Linked DNA regions of Mus musculus: region 2 is linked to region 1. The links are chromatin contacts, called in public Hi-C maps. All regions are on one chromosome and are shown on one strand. Each heading gives the region's core, a stretch centred on a gene start, on an enhancer-like site or on the middle of the called end of the contact. The rest is flanking DNA. Distances are from core to core; before and after follow the strand shown. Region 1 holds the start of Dab2 (disabled 2, mitogen-responsive phosphoprotein). Region 2 overlaps Fyb (FYN binding protein).

Region 1 (6,139 bases), core at 2,181-4,680:
CAGGAGACCTGGTCATTTGCTTCCCTTCTGATTGCTATGATTAACCCACTAGGATATCTTACCATAATTTAGCTTTCCCTTAAACACACTTATCTGATGTGAATACTTTGTCATCTAAATGAGACTTGGGCCGCCCTCTGCAATTCTGTAACAGTGCTTCAACTTTTATTACAACTCCAAGGAGAAGGAGGAGGAAGCCAAACCAACCCAAAACCCAAAACAGCCGCATCCTGCTACTCAGGTGTTTCAGATTGCCAGTCTGGTTCCCAGCCTAATTCTGCCCAGGGTAGGGAGGTTTAAATGGTGGACCCTTGCAAGCCTTCAGCTGGAGGAACTTAGGTTGTTAGTGAGTTCCCTTCAGCAGCCTCTCCACCCATTCCAGTATCCTAGCTCTGTCCTAGAAGAAAAGGAATGAAACCCCAACAGAGAGAAGAGGCGAAGAAACGCAGGGTACTTCCAAGTTGGCTTCATCAAAGTGGTGATAGGTTTAGTCTGGGGGAGAAATGAAGAAGGGACTTCCTCATGGTCTCACCAGGAGCACAGTTTCCCACAAAACTTCCTGGTGGCTACAAGCCACCCAGCAAGCCCTGTTTTCCTGCTCGTTTAATTTTTAGGTAACAGAACTATGGCTGAGCAGTCCAGACCAGTTGGTCCACAGCTTCCGGAGGCTCTTGCACCATTCACCACGTCAACAACTATCTTCAAAGTGAGCTAAAATCCACCTAACCCTTGGAGGAAGACAAGAAATAAATAGGCCCAAGGACAGGAATTTAGACTTAGTTTAACCTTGGAAATTTTAAGTCTTTAGCAGAAATGCAAACTCTGAACTGGGTGTGGTGGCGCTCGCCTGGGATTCCAGGACTCGATGACTGGGGGGGGGGGGGGTGTTCAATCTCCCACTGAGAAGAGAGATAAGTTTTGGGATTCAGTGTCAAAATGCCAAAAGAAAAAGAGGAAAGGAGAGAGAGAGAGAGAGAGAGAGAGAGAGAGAGAGAGAGAGAGAGAGATCTAACCTCTGGATTTTGTTCTTTCTTCTCAAGTCAGCAAGGCCTAAAAGCATCCTGTGGTTATCTTCCCAGCCTCCTTTACATCCTCAGGTGGAGATCAATAGAATCGGGATCATCAGTTCTATAAATACATGGGTGCTGGAGGGCAAAGACAGAACACATTCCTCCCATTCCTCCACAATCTCTCTCTTCTGCCATAATACAAGTGGCCCAGCTTAGCGAGGTGTGCTCACCTCCGCCTACAGTCCTAGGGCTCCTGAGGCAGAGGCAGGAGGATGATGAGTTTAAGTCTAGACTGGGTTTACAGAGTAAGACCATCCAACCAGGAATTGAGAAGCGCAGCTCCATGGCTTGTCAAGCATGCCCAAGGTCCTGGGTTCCTTCTCCAGAACTCAGGGCAAAGACGGAGCATAGCAGCCTACAGGGAAAAAGTTTCTAGACTCGCGGTTGGACAAAAGGGCTTGAGTTTGCAGTAGAGGAAGAAGGGGTTTGTGATTAGGTTTTTAAACAAGGCTTGGGAAGAACCCAGCGAGTTTTAGGAGACAGTGACTACGAACTAGGGAAGAAGTGGTCTGTGTCTGATGCGAGTGCTGGAAGAGACCACCACACCTCTCTGGTGCTTTCTCAAGGGCTCTTGCTAATCTCGCCTTCTGAGCTGTGTTCCTCTAGCATTGCTTTGTCTAGATAGCTGTTTTCCTCTCCAAAGCCTGAATCCCCAACACTCCTAAATTCTCAAGCCAGTACATTTCTTTCAGTACTGCTGTGCCCTGCCTCAACCAAGGGAGTGGAGAGAGGTAGAGTCCTTGGTGGGTGGGGTAGCTAGCTAAAACAGGGCAGCCTAATCCAGGACAAGATAGCACCATGAAAAGCCATTTGGTAGCAGTGGCTCCCGAGTCCTGGCTAGTCCCTCCTTTCTAAACAACCAGTCACTGCTACTATGTGCAGAACCCAGGCCTCAAGATTGTAAACTAGGTAGGTTAGACATCCCATCAGAAGCGTTCCTGGAGCCTTATCAGCTATCTCCAAGGGATTTTGGCAAATTTTCTGCCATTACTTAGGTTGGAGTTATATCTACCTCCACCCTTCCCCTCCTGCTTTGCCTGATTAGGGCCAGAAATTTTTTCATCTTTATAGAGCAACAGCAACATTTACTATTCATGAAGTTGCCCCTCCATAATTTTTAAAGCTTTCCATGTGCCTGGAAGCTTGCTCGTTTTTGCTCTTCTCGGTTTACAGGGTGGCTCCCTTTCTTCCAAACACAGGCGAAGAAAGAGGAAAGGGTGGGAGGGGGTGCCTCGGGTGGAGATAACATCCATATTTTTTAACTGTTTTTAATCCAGTTAAATTTCCCTTCGGATTCACACAGCTCCCATCTGAAACCGACTACAGAGCTGAATTCCAGACTCAGGATTAAGTGGAGGAGAGCAGGCAGGAAGAAATAACAGCCAGCTCTATGCCGCAAAGAGAACCGCTACGTTGGCAGGGTCTCCAAGGTTTTAAACACAGTTTAGTCCCTCTTCTTGAATTCTTAATCCTTCCAAATAATTTACAACAGTCAAGAAAAACAGCATTCAAACGCTTCACGATTTAAAACAAGTTTGTTACGTGGCTTGGGCAGATACTTTTCTTAGGAATGCTGGTATAAGACAAAGTTCACATTTTTAATGCCCTGTGCTGTCAGTCAGCAGAAAATAGCTCCTCGGAGGCACAGACCATGTCCCCAGCCTTTGTCGCACAGTAAAACTGAACATCATTCAGGAGTTTATTAGGTGGTCAGCAGCCACACCGCGCATTCCCTGGGATGTCCCCTAAGCCCTAAAAACTAGGGCTCGTGTACAACACACACACACACACACACACACACACACACACACACACACACACACACAGGGACTCGTTAAATGTCACAGGATGGGCGCCTTGAGTCCGACCCCAAAGGTAAAATGCATTCCTTGGAAGCATTCCACAGATGTCAGGCCACAAAACCCGCTGCTCTCCCCGGAGTACACTGTCTCATTTGTAAGATTTCCCCAGCGCCCAAGGTCTGCAGCCAAGGCAGGGATGGGAAGAGAGGAGCCAGCAAAGGAGAGAAGTAGGTCGCAAAAAAAGAAAAAAAAGAAAAAAAAAGAAAAAAAAGGAAAAAAAGAGAAAGAAAGAAAGAAAGAAAGAAAGAAAGAAAGAAAGAAAGAAAGAAAGAAAGAAGGGACCGAAGGGAAGGGGGATGGCAGAGTTACTCACGGACTAGCTAGTGCTTCTGTGGAGCCAGCATGACTTCCCCGCGCCCGAAGCCTCAAGGCTGCAGCGCCGAGGACGCGGAGAACGCCACTTAAATAGCCGCGCGGCCACTCCCGGTAGAGATATGGTTCTAATCAGATGCTGGCTCTGAGGACTCTCCAGGAATGTGGCGGCGGGATGTTTTTGCTGCCTGGACTTGGTAACTCCCCCTCAACGTGTCTGCCGAGTCTTCCAAACTTAACTGTTTATTAACTCGAACTAAAGCCACGGAGATCCGGCGCCTCCTGCGCCTCCTGCGCCCCGTGCGCCCGGCCAGCTGGGGGCGATCGCAGAGACCCGGAAAAAGGAGCGTGCACACAACCCGGGCCAGGAGCCCCACACTGCCTTGGGCCAGAAAGGGTGCACGTAAGGACAGGAAAAGGGAAATTCTGGAGGAAAAGGATGGGATCCTCTGAGCTGCGTTTCGCAGATCCGTTCCCTGGATTGCCACTTCGAGTGGCGTGGCACGCGAACTGCGAACTCATCCTAAACCGCCTGGGGCATTTTGAACAAAGACGCGCCTTTACTCCTGACTTTCCGTTCCCGGGTCCAGTCTGTCCTTTCTAAAGCTGGGCATGTGACTGGATTGTTACCTTTAAAGAAAATCACTATTCTTTAATTGTGAACGTGCTTAAACAGGAGGGAAATCTATGTGTGCCCAAGTAAAAAGATGCCCTGTTATTGAAATTTAATATCACGCTCGAGCATATTCTCGCTATTAAACTGGCCTAAACAAAACAAGTTAGCCTCCATATAAATGATCTACATTTGTGATCATTTCAGTGTATATCCACCCACACGTAGATAACATGACTTTGTCTGCTAGTTTCTACAGCATTTCTTATTCCTTCATGAAAATATTGAGATATGTGAATAAGTATTGGAAGGTGTTTCATCGATGCTCAGCTGTGGATAGCCCGGCAGAGCAGACCTTGGGAATCCTATAGAATCTCACAATTTCTTTTCTGTATATTTTAAAGTCAGGGGACAATTGTTAAATAGTCACAGAAACAGTGGTGCTTTTCAAGTACTTAAGAAATTAAGCTTTGGGAAGATCCTCCTCCCCTTCTCCCTCCTTCCCCTCCCCCTTCTCCCTCCTTCCCCTCCCCCTTCTCCCTCCTTCCCCCTTCTCCCTCCTTCCCCTCCCCCTTCTCCCTCCTTCCCCCCTTTTCCCTCCTTCCCCTCCCCCTTCCTCCTCTTCCACTTTCTTATTTAGTCCTTTTTTTCTTGTTCCTCCTCCTCTTGTCTGTTTTTCCTTCTGCTCCTCCTCTTCTTCCCTCTCCCTCCTGCCCCTCCTCCCCTGTTGTAAGCAGAATGTACTGACTATGAAAATGACAAATTGTGACTTGGATGGAAACGGGTTATTGATTTTATTGAGTAAGCAACACAATGGATTTGCATTTTACCACTGAGAATCCAGGGTTCAAATTGGGCTTATGGTGCACCAAGGATGTATTTTGTGGTCCATGCCTAGCCCCAGCTGCAAAATCACTGTAATTTGAGGTAGCTCAATGAGAGTGGCAGTTTCTGCTTGCAAGTAGGTCAGGCTTGGAGCAGCCCTCATGCAGGGAGAGTAAGAGACACAGAGCAACACAGCTGGTCCAGGTGCTGCCCCTACCTGACCTCTGGATTCCCTTCACACTTGGGTGTGCAGAGTAGAGGTGTGTGTGTGTGTGTGTGTGTGTGTGTGTGTGCTTCCAATATTCCTCTGAGGTAATTTTCTATGGTTGAAAAAAAAAGGATTTTCAGTGAATGATGGAAGGTCTACTTTTCAGTTCTATGAAGGCACAAGACATAGGTGCGAACTTTAATTCTGCTAGCTCTGAGAACATCACACTTTGATTCTCAAATCTAGTAGTCTAGAGAAATGGTGTCATTTCAAAAAGTTCAAAAATTAGGGGAAAAAAAGGTAGTTCATTCACACAAACAGGGGCTCTGATAATATAAAAGAAACAAGTCTACAGACAGACATGAATCATTTCTCAATGTGGAAGTGGCCACTTAGGCCTTTGTCTTTATCTATATAGTTGAAAGATTATTATCAAAATGTGTTAACTTGCTCCCACTAGATGGAATGGATTTGCCTTAGAAACCAGAGAAAGAAAACGATTTCATCTGCTGTGAACTGCAGTTGTGAAGCAGTGATGTGGACCCAAAGAGCTCATTTGTGAGCAGCAGGCTCATAGTGGCTGCTTAAAGCGAACACCCTTGTGTTAGACAGAAATCTAAAGAGCCCACAGTAGAGAGTTCTGGTTTTGCAGTGTATTTTTATACCTCTAGGGTGCTGATATTGGTCTTGGCAGTAGTTCAATGTCCTGCTCACATTATGGGGGGGGGGGGGGATGAAAATAAATTTAACTCTTTTTATCCCAGGAGGTCCTGTTTCTTACCATTCCTACCACATCTAAGTTGATAACTTTTCAGTAAGTCTAAAATGAACATCTCCACATAAGAAACACACACACACCAAAGTCCACCCCGGTGTTCATCACCACTAAAATTTGTTTAGAGAATTAAAGTAGGAAAAAAATTAAATGCAGTGCTTTATAAACCAAGGTCCCCACATAAGGACAGTCGTTTGCACAAAAACCTGCCCTGTGGTAGGGTGGGGTGGAGTCTGGACTGTGTTCCCAGCCGAGAAAGGGGTAGTTAATCCCGTGACAGCTTGCTGAAGAATGCATGGTTTATTATTAAAGTAATCTCTTAAGGTTTTCCTGGAATGTACTCTCACAGCAGCTCTGCCTATGCAGGCTATCCTATGTATGTCTGTTCTTCCATGATGAAAACTGTCGATTCTTAGCTCAAACGTCTGGCCCTTTCTCTCCTACCCCTCACCCCTGCCTATTCCTCAGCTGCTC
Region 2 (6,139 bases), core at 1,285-3,784, 230 kb before region 1:
CTTGTGGAATTGCCTGGAAACCCGTGCTTAGATAGCGCCACCTGCTGGCTGTCCTTTCTTCTTAACCTTATTGAATGCCAGCCTCTTCTGTTAACTGAACCCTGAGACCTGGGAGTCCTTTTAATGAGTCATTACACTTATGGGTGGTCTGGAGGGCCCCTGAAGCAGAGGATCTATTGTCAAATACATTTTTTTTCATAATCTCAACGAAATGATAACTGGCCTCCAGGGTTTATCAACTTTCAGATTGTTTGAGCCATTTGTGACGATTTCATTCTAAAAGCTTGCCATACTCAGAGGCTTTGCTGGAGCTGGTGTCTGGGGGAGGGCTTTTAACAGACTTTAAAAGTGCTAGGATCCTGGGCCCACTATGGTGTCATATGCCTGCAATCGAGGTGGAGGCGGAGGCGGAGGGAGACGGAAGGATCTTTCTAACATCAAAGTCAGCCTGGGCTACATAGTTAGTTCTAGGCCAGCTAGGGGTATATAGTGACGGTCTGTCTCAAACAAAACGAAAAATAAAACTAAAATGTAAAATAAAAGTAAACATATAAAAAAATTCAGAGATCTAAATTTAATGAGTTAAATTGACCAGAGGTTAAAATAAACCTAGAAATAAGAAATATGATTTTATTTATATATGTGAACAGAAAAAATTTATATGGAAATTAAATGTTTAAGAGAATATATACTAGTTATTTTAATTAGGATAATATTTATAGGCCTAATAAAATATATTTAAATAAATATATAGATAATGTTAACTAGGCTAATAATAGTAGTAGGTAGATGCTCACATGTTGATTTGGTAGCAGAATCTACCAGAGTGTTCACAAGGGTGTTTAAGTCTTCAAACAAATATCTCTAGACTCAAATGCCTGAAAGGCTGTAATGTTAATATGCACACACATAGCAGCCCACATAGAAGACCCACCAAGCTGTACATACATACTTAGTAACTTGAGACTCCCGTGGAAGTATTATGATGTTAAAAAGAATCATGGGTAACTCAATGCGTTTTCAATCACTGTTCTAAATTGTAACCATGAAGCAATTAAGTGATTTTGTAATTAATACATTCTATTATGAGCAAAAGACAAACACATCATGCTGGGGATAAGGTGAAATCAAATTATGCTTCTATAGTGGAATGTCACTTGTGAAGGTTTGTATATCCTTGGACCAGGGAGTGGCACAATCTGAAGGTGTGGCCTTGTTGGAATAGGTGTGACCTGGTTGGAATGGGTGTGTCACTATGGGTGTGGGTATAAGAGCCTCACCCTAGTTGCCTGGAAGTCAGTCTTCCACTAGCAGCCTTTGGATGAAGACATAGAACTCTCAGCTCCTCCTGCACCATGCCTGCCTGGATACTGCCATGCTCCCACCTTGATGATAATGGACTAAACCTCTGAACCCGTAAGCCAGCCCCAATTAAATGTTGTTTTTTATAAGACTTGCCTTGGTCATGGTGTCTGTTCACAGCAGTAAAACCCTAACTAACATCACTGTAGTGTGTATAGCTTTGTGTCAACTTGACAAAAGCCGGAGTCATCAGAGAAGGAACCGCAGTTGAGGAAACACAGCTATAAGATTCTGCTATAAGGCATTTTCGTAGTTAATAATCAGTCTGGGAGAGCCATACATGGGCTGGTGGTCCTGGGTTCTACAAGAGAGCAGGCTGAGGAAGCCATGGATAGCAAGCCAGTAAGCAGCACTCTTCGTGGCCTCTGCATCAGCTCCTGCGTCCAGGTTCCTGCCCTGAGTTCCTGTCCTCACTGTCTTTGATGATAAACTGTTATGTGGCATTGTTGGTGAAATGAGTCCTATCTTCCCCAAGTTGATTTTGGTCATAGTTTTCATCACAGCAATAGTAACCCTAACCAAGATAAGTTGGTACCTGGTCAGAGGTATTACTGGCCATGTCATTTTGGAGAGGAATGTAGAAGGACTTTGGAATTTTGGGTTAGAAAGGTCATTGAGCGTTGAGAGCTCTGATCTGTTCTATAGGAGCTTTGAAAAAGTGAATGTCAGAAGTAGTGCAGACAGTGGAGGCCTGGCTTGTCAAGTTTCAGAGGAAAGCAAACACTCTCCTGGGCTTTTTTTTTTTTTTTTTTTTTTTTTTTTTTTTTTTGGTGAAGAATCTGTAGTTCTGGTCAGCTGGAGCTGAAGAATCAGCTGTGATTAATAAGATACCAGAACCTTTGCTTTGCTGGGATGCTTTATGCTGGTCAGCTGGAGCTGAGAAATTAGCAGTTCATCAGAAGCTCTCACGAGGTGAGATCGTCTGGAAAGCTTTTCCCTCAGCACATAGAACCTGTGTTCCAGGTGTGGCCAAGGTTGTACCTTGTGTTCCCAGATGAACCCGGTAGTGTAGGAGTCACCCAGGGGGTGCTCGTTCTGAGGGTGTTGAAGGGGTCATGGAGAGTATCTGAGACTTAGCACTGTGTGACAGGGCTGGAGTCCATGAATAGAGCCCAGGAGAGGCTTCTGGTGAAAGTGCAGCCCTTTCAAAGAAGCCCCCTGTAGTTTTGGAGATGTCAGTGCCAGGGGATGACCACCAAGAACAGCGAGCGAGCAGCAGCAATGGAGCCTGCTGGAGCCTAGAAGACAAGCTGCATGTGTGGCAGAGGGCAGAGCTGGTGAAGTGACCCAAGTATCTCAGTCCAGAAGATTGTCAGTAAATCCCAGACAATTAGACATTGAGTTATCTACACTGCTGGAGTCTGGTTTTGCTTTGGTTAGATTGTGAGTGTGCCCTGGCTCTTTCCACTGGAAGTAAGAAAGTATGCAACATAATTTTGCCTTTTTTCCCAAGGAGCCCACAGGTGAGAGATTTCAAACTTTAAGAAGAGCCTGCCTTTCTCGCTGTCAACTGCCTACCAAAGTACCATGGGCGTTTTCCACAGGCCGTTTAGCACCCAGCCATGCATGATTTGGACAGCCCTGGCGAGACCCTGCTGATGAAATCGGAAGATGATCCTTTACTTACTTCAGGTCAAGGGGAGGTTTGATGTTTCTGGGGGGCAGGCTGGGGACTGGCGGATGCGCTGGGTGAGACGCTGGCAGAGGTGGCTGGCTGGCTGGATGTGTAGGCGGAGGTGGTGGCAGGGAAGTTGTCGAGTAAGGTGTCTGGCTTTTGGTGGCACCTAAGAAGCAAGGGATGGTAAATTAAGAACTTACTGTTCCAAAGATGCAGAAACAAACTTGAATAGAAACCTTAGAAATATACCACCTTGTTGAGCAAATGCTTTAAAGTGTCTTAATATTTTATGTATATTACCTTTTATGAACTTTTTTATAAACCTTAATTTTAACATTATTTTGCGAACAACTCTATATGGATTTTATAGCACTTTCTTCATGATTTTGCAAATACACTTTATTTTCTTTTCATTAGATCTGTATTTTAGACCAGAGAAATCTAGTATTCACATCTCCTGTCCCCAGACCTAGCACTCACATCTACTGTCATCACAACACACTTTGTTGTTTTTGACAAGCTCTTTGACCTTTTAAAAAATTATTAAGTATTGATTTTAAGTATGTGAGTTCACTGTCACTCGCTTCAGACACACCAGAAGAGGGCATCAGCTCCCATTACAGATGGTTGAGAGCCACCATGTGGTTGCTGGGAATTGAACTCAGGACCTCTGGAAGAGCAGTCAGTGTTCTTCACCACTGAGCCATCTCTCCAGCCCACTCTTTTTTTTTTTTTTTTTTTTTTTTTTTAAAGAGTGCAGTCTTTTAATATATTTTTAAAGATTTATTTATTTATTATATGTAAGTACACTGTAGCTGTCTTCAGACACTCCAGAAGAGGGCGTCAGATCTTGTTACAGATGGTTGTGAGCCACCATGTGGTTGCTGGGATTTGAACTCCAGACCTTCGGAAGAGCAGTCAGGTGCTCTTACCCACTGAGCCATCTCACCAGCCCTCCAGCCCACTCTTTTGCTTTTTAACAAATGATATTTTGTTTGGGCTCTCGTTTTTAAACATGGAAGCCTATGAAATCATCCCATGAGTAAATCGGATACATTGCTAAAATTATATTATAGATATTAAGAAAATTTAAGCATGAATCACCCATATTCCCACCTCCCCCACTGCCTATTGAAACACATGTATTTTTGAGTGTTAAGATGTGAATGTATGATATCTGTATATTGTCTCCTTTCAATTCCTCTAATATGACTCTGTTGACTTTTATTTTATTTGGAGTTTTGATATGGGGTCTTGTTGTGTAGACTAGGCTCACTGGAACTCGGAGGGATTCACTTCCCTCTACTGCTCGAGTGGCATAAAAGGTGTGTGCTAACACACTCAGGTCTCTGTTGCTTTTAAATTCTGCAGCATGGTACTCATCTGGATGTCTCTTTGCCGGCCTCGTGGCTCTGATGCCCTCAGGGAATGTTCTGTGGCAAAGAGCATGGGAATGAAGTCCGAGAGCCTAGTCCTGGCTTGGACCGGCTATTTCCTGCATTCTTTTATGAAATGGAGCTAACCATTATGGCCCCTTATATGTTTGTGTGGGATGTTATGGTCCAACAATATAAAGCACTTACGATAGTGTCTGGTGGGTAGTAAGTTCAATGTTTTATTTTTTATTTAATAAATTTTTGTAGAGTGCCTACAATATGCCAAGTTCTGTGTGAGGTACTAGGAACGCAGCAGAGATAAATCAGACAGTTTCTGAGGAAATATATAATACCTAAATACATAAATAATACTTACTGTGAATTGTCACATAAATTGTAATACGTATAATGAAAGGTGGAAATGTTATGTAACTGCATGCGATGGGTGTTCCCTCCAGCTCTGCATTTAATGACCTGACCATGGTATACTGGAGTTGGACCATATATATAAACACACTTTTTTCTAATAGAAATTGAAAGCACCAGGCTTCTTTCGTGACTATCTTGAGAAAGTCAAGAGCAAAACACTGGTGATGCTGTTTAGATTTAAGAGTCCCATTCCTCCAGTTATCATATTATGAACAGCATAAAGTCAAGGAAATGCTCTTCTAGTACTTAGCCAAATAGTTATAGTTTTTGTCTAACTCACTGAAACACTCACTCATCTCATTCACAAATGAATGAAGCTCTGATGTGCAATTTTATTACCTTTGCTTGCCAATTACTTGAAAAATACTCAACTTCATCAATATTTCGGTTGGTATAGAAGTCGCTTATTGATTGCAACAATAGACTGGCTACCAGATACAACAATCATGTGCATTTACTACATGCATATAAGCACACAGGCACACACACAACCCCACACACTATTATTAGTTTTTCATGAGAATTTGACAGCATGTTTCAGTTGGTGCCTGAGAACCTTGTTCTGGCTAATGGGGAGCATGGAGGGCATGGGAGAGGCACAGTTGCCTCTGTACATTCCTGGCTTGCTTTGACTCCTTTCCCAACACACAATTCTCCATTTACTTTCTCACTTGACATTTTAAGCTTTAAAACTACTTGTCGTACCCAGTTTCCTTGATTAGGGAGATTGTGTCTCTTATCGTCCTTGCTTTGATGTGACTTTTTAGAGAGGGCAAGAGGGTGTGTTAATTTTATTTGGAAAACATATTGTTTTTATATAAATTTAAACACTGGTGTAATTTTCTATCTTTAGATTTGTGTTTCTTTTAAAATGTTTAATCTATTCAATTCTTTGTCTATATTCTACATACCATGTGTTTGTTCTTATTTATTTATACAATACCCTTATTAGGGACATGAACCTCGGGGGCTAGAGAGATGGCTCAGTTCTTAGCAGTGTGTACTTGTATTTTAACTAATAATCTTATAGGACCCCCTCCCCCCGTGGTTCATGTAGCCTGGTGTTGACTGACATGCTATTTCATGACCCATGGCAGTGCTTATTAATTTGAAATGCTTCTTTCACCAGAGCATAAATATTAGATTATTGGGCAGATGAAAAGGAGTTTTGCTATTTTAATTCATAAATAAGTGATTTGTAGCCAAAGAGAATATGCTGTTGTGAGTGAATGCTAATAAGCCATTGCATACATACAAAAATGTTTATGAGCCATCTGTGACCTGTATTTCAAGGATGGAATTTTTGGCAAGCCGGAGTCATTACCATAGGAGAGTGAGCTAAGGACTGGAAGGG

Evidence for each region. A called contact is a pair of places that touch in the nucleus more often than the background predicts.
Region 2: a Hi-C map of nephron progenitors shows a contact between it and region 1, with 1.8 times the contacts expected there. The contact joins the enhancer-like site here to the promoter of Dab2 in region 1. A contact is called at or near these places in 6 of 484 Hi-C or Micro-C datasets (embryonic fibroblasts, muscle stem cells, myocytes and 2 more), 2 of 115 datasets of contacts at active chromatin or transcription factors (bone marrow-derived macrophages and extraembryonic endoderm stem cells) and 1 of 9 other capture datasets (adipose tissue).

What each region holds. Positions count from the first base shown.
Region 1 is chr15:6,384,039-6,390,177 of GRCm38.p6, reverse strand. It overlaps Dab2 (disabled 2, mitogen-responsive phosphoprotein), which reads right to left and starts at 3,430. Exons shown (of 15, transcript NM_023118.5): 1 at 3,246-3,430.
Region 2 is chr15:6,616,601-6,622,739 of GRCm38.p6, reverse strand. Fyb (FYN binding protein) reads right to left here. Exons shown (of 18, transcript NM_011815.5): 2 at 2,990-3,146. It overlaps Gm2245 (predicted gene 2245), which reads left to right. Exons shown (of 7, transcript NR_155272.1): 4 at 2,816-2,994. Among named protein-coding and RNA genes, the nearest start is that of Gm2245, 35 kb to the left of the region's middle. Within about 2 kb of position 2,534, at least 3 of the 459 cell types and tissues checked have an H3K27ac peak or open chromatin away from gene starts, as enhancers often do. A contact at or near this core is called in nephron progenitors, where this site is marked.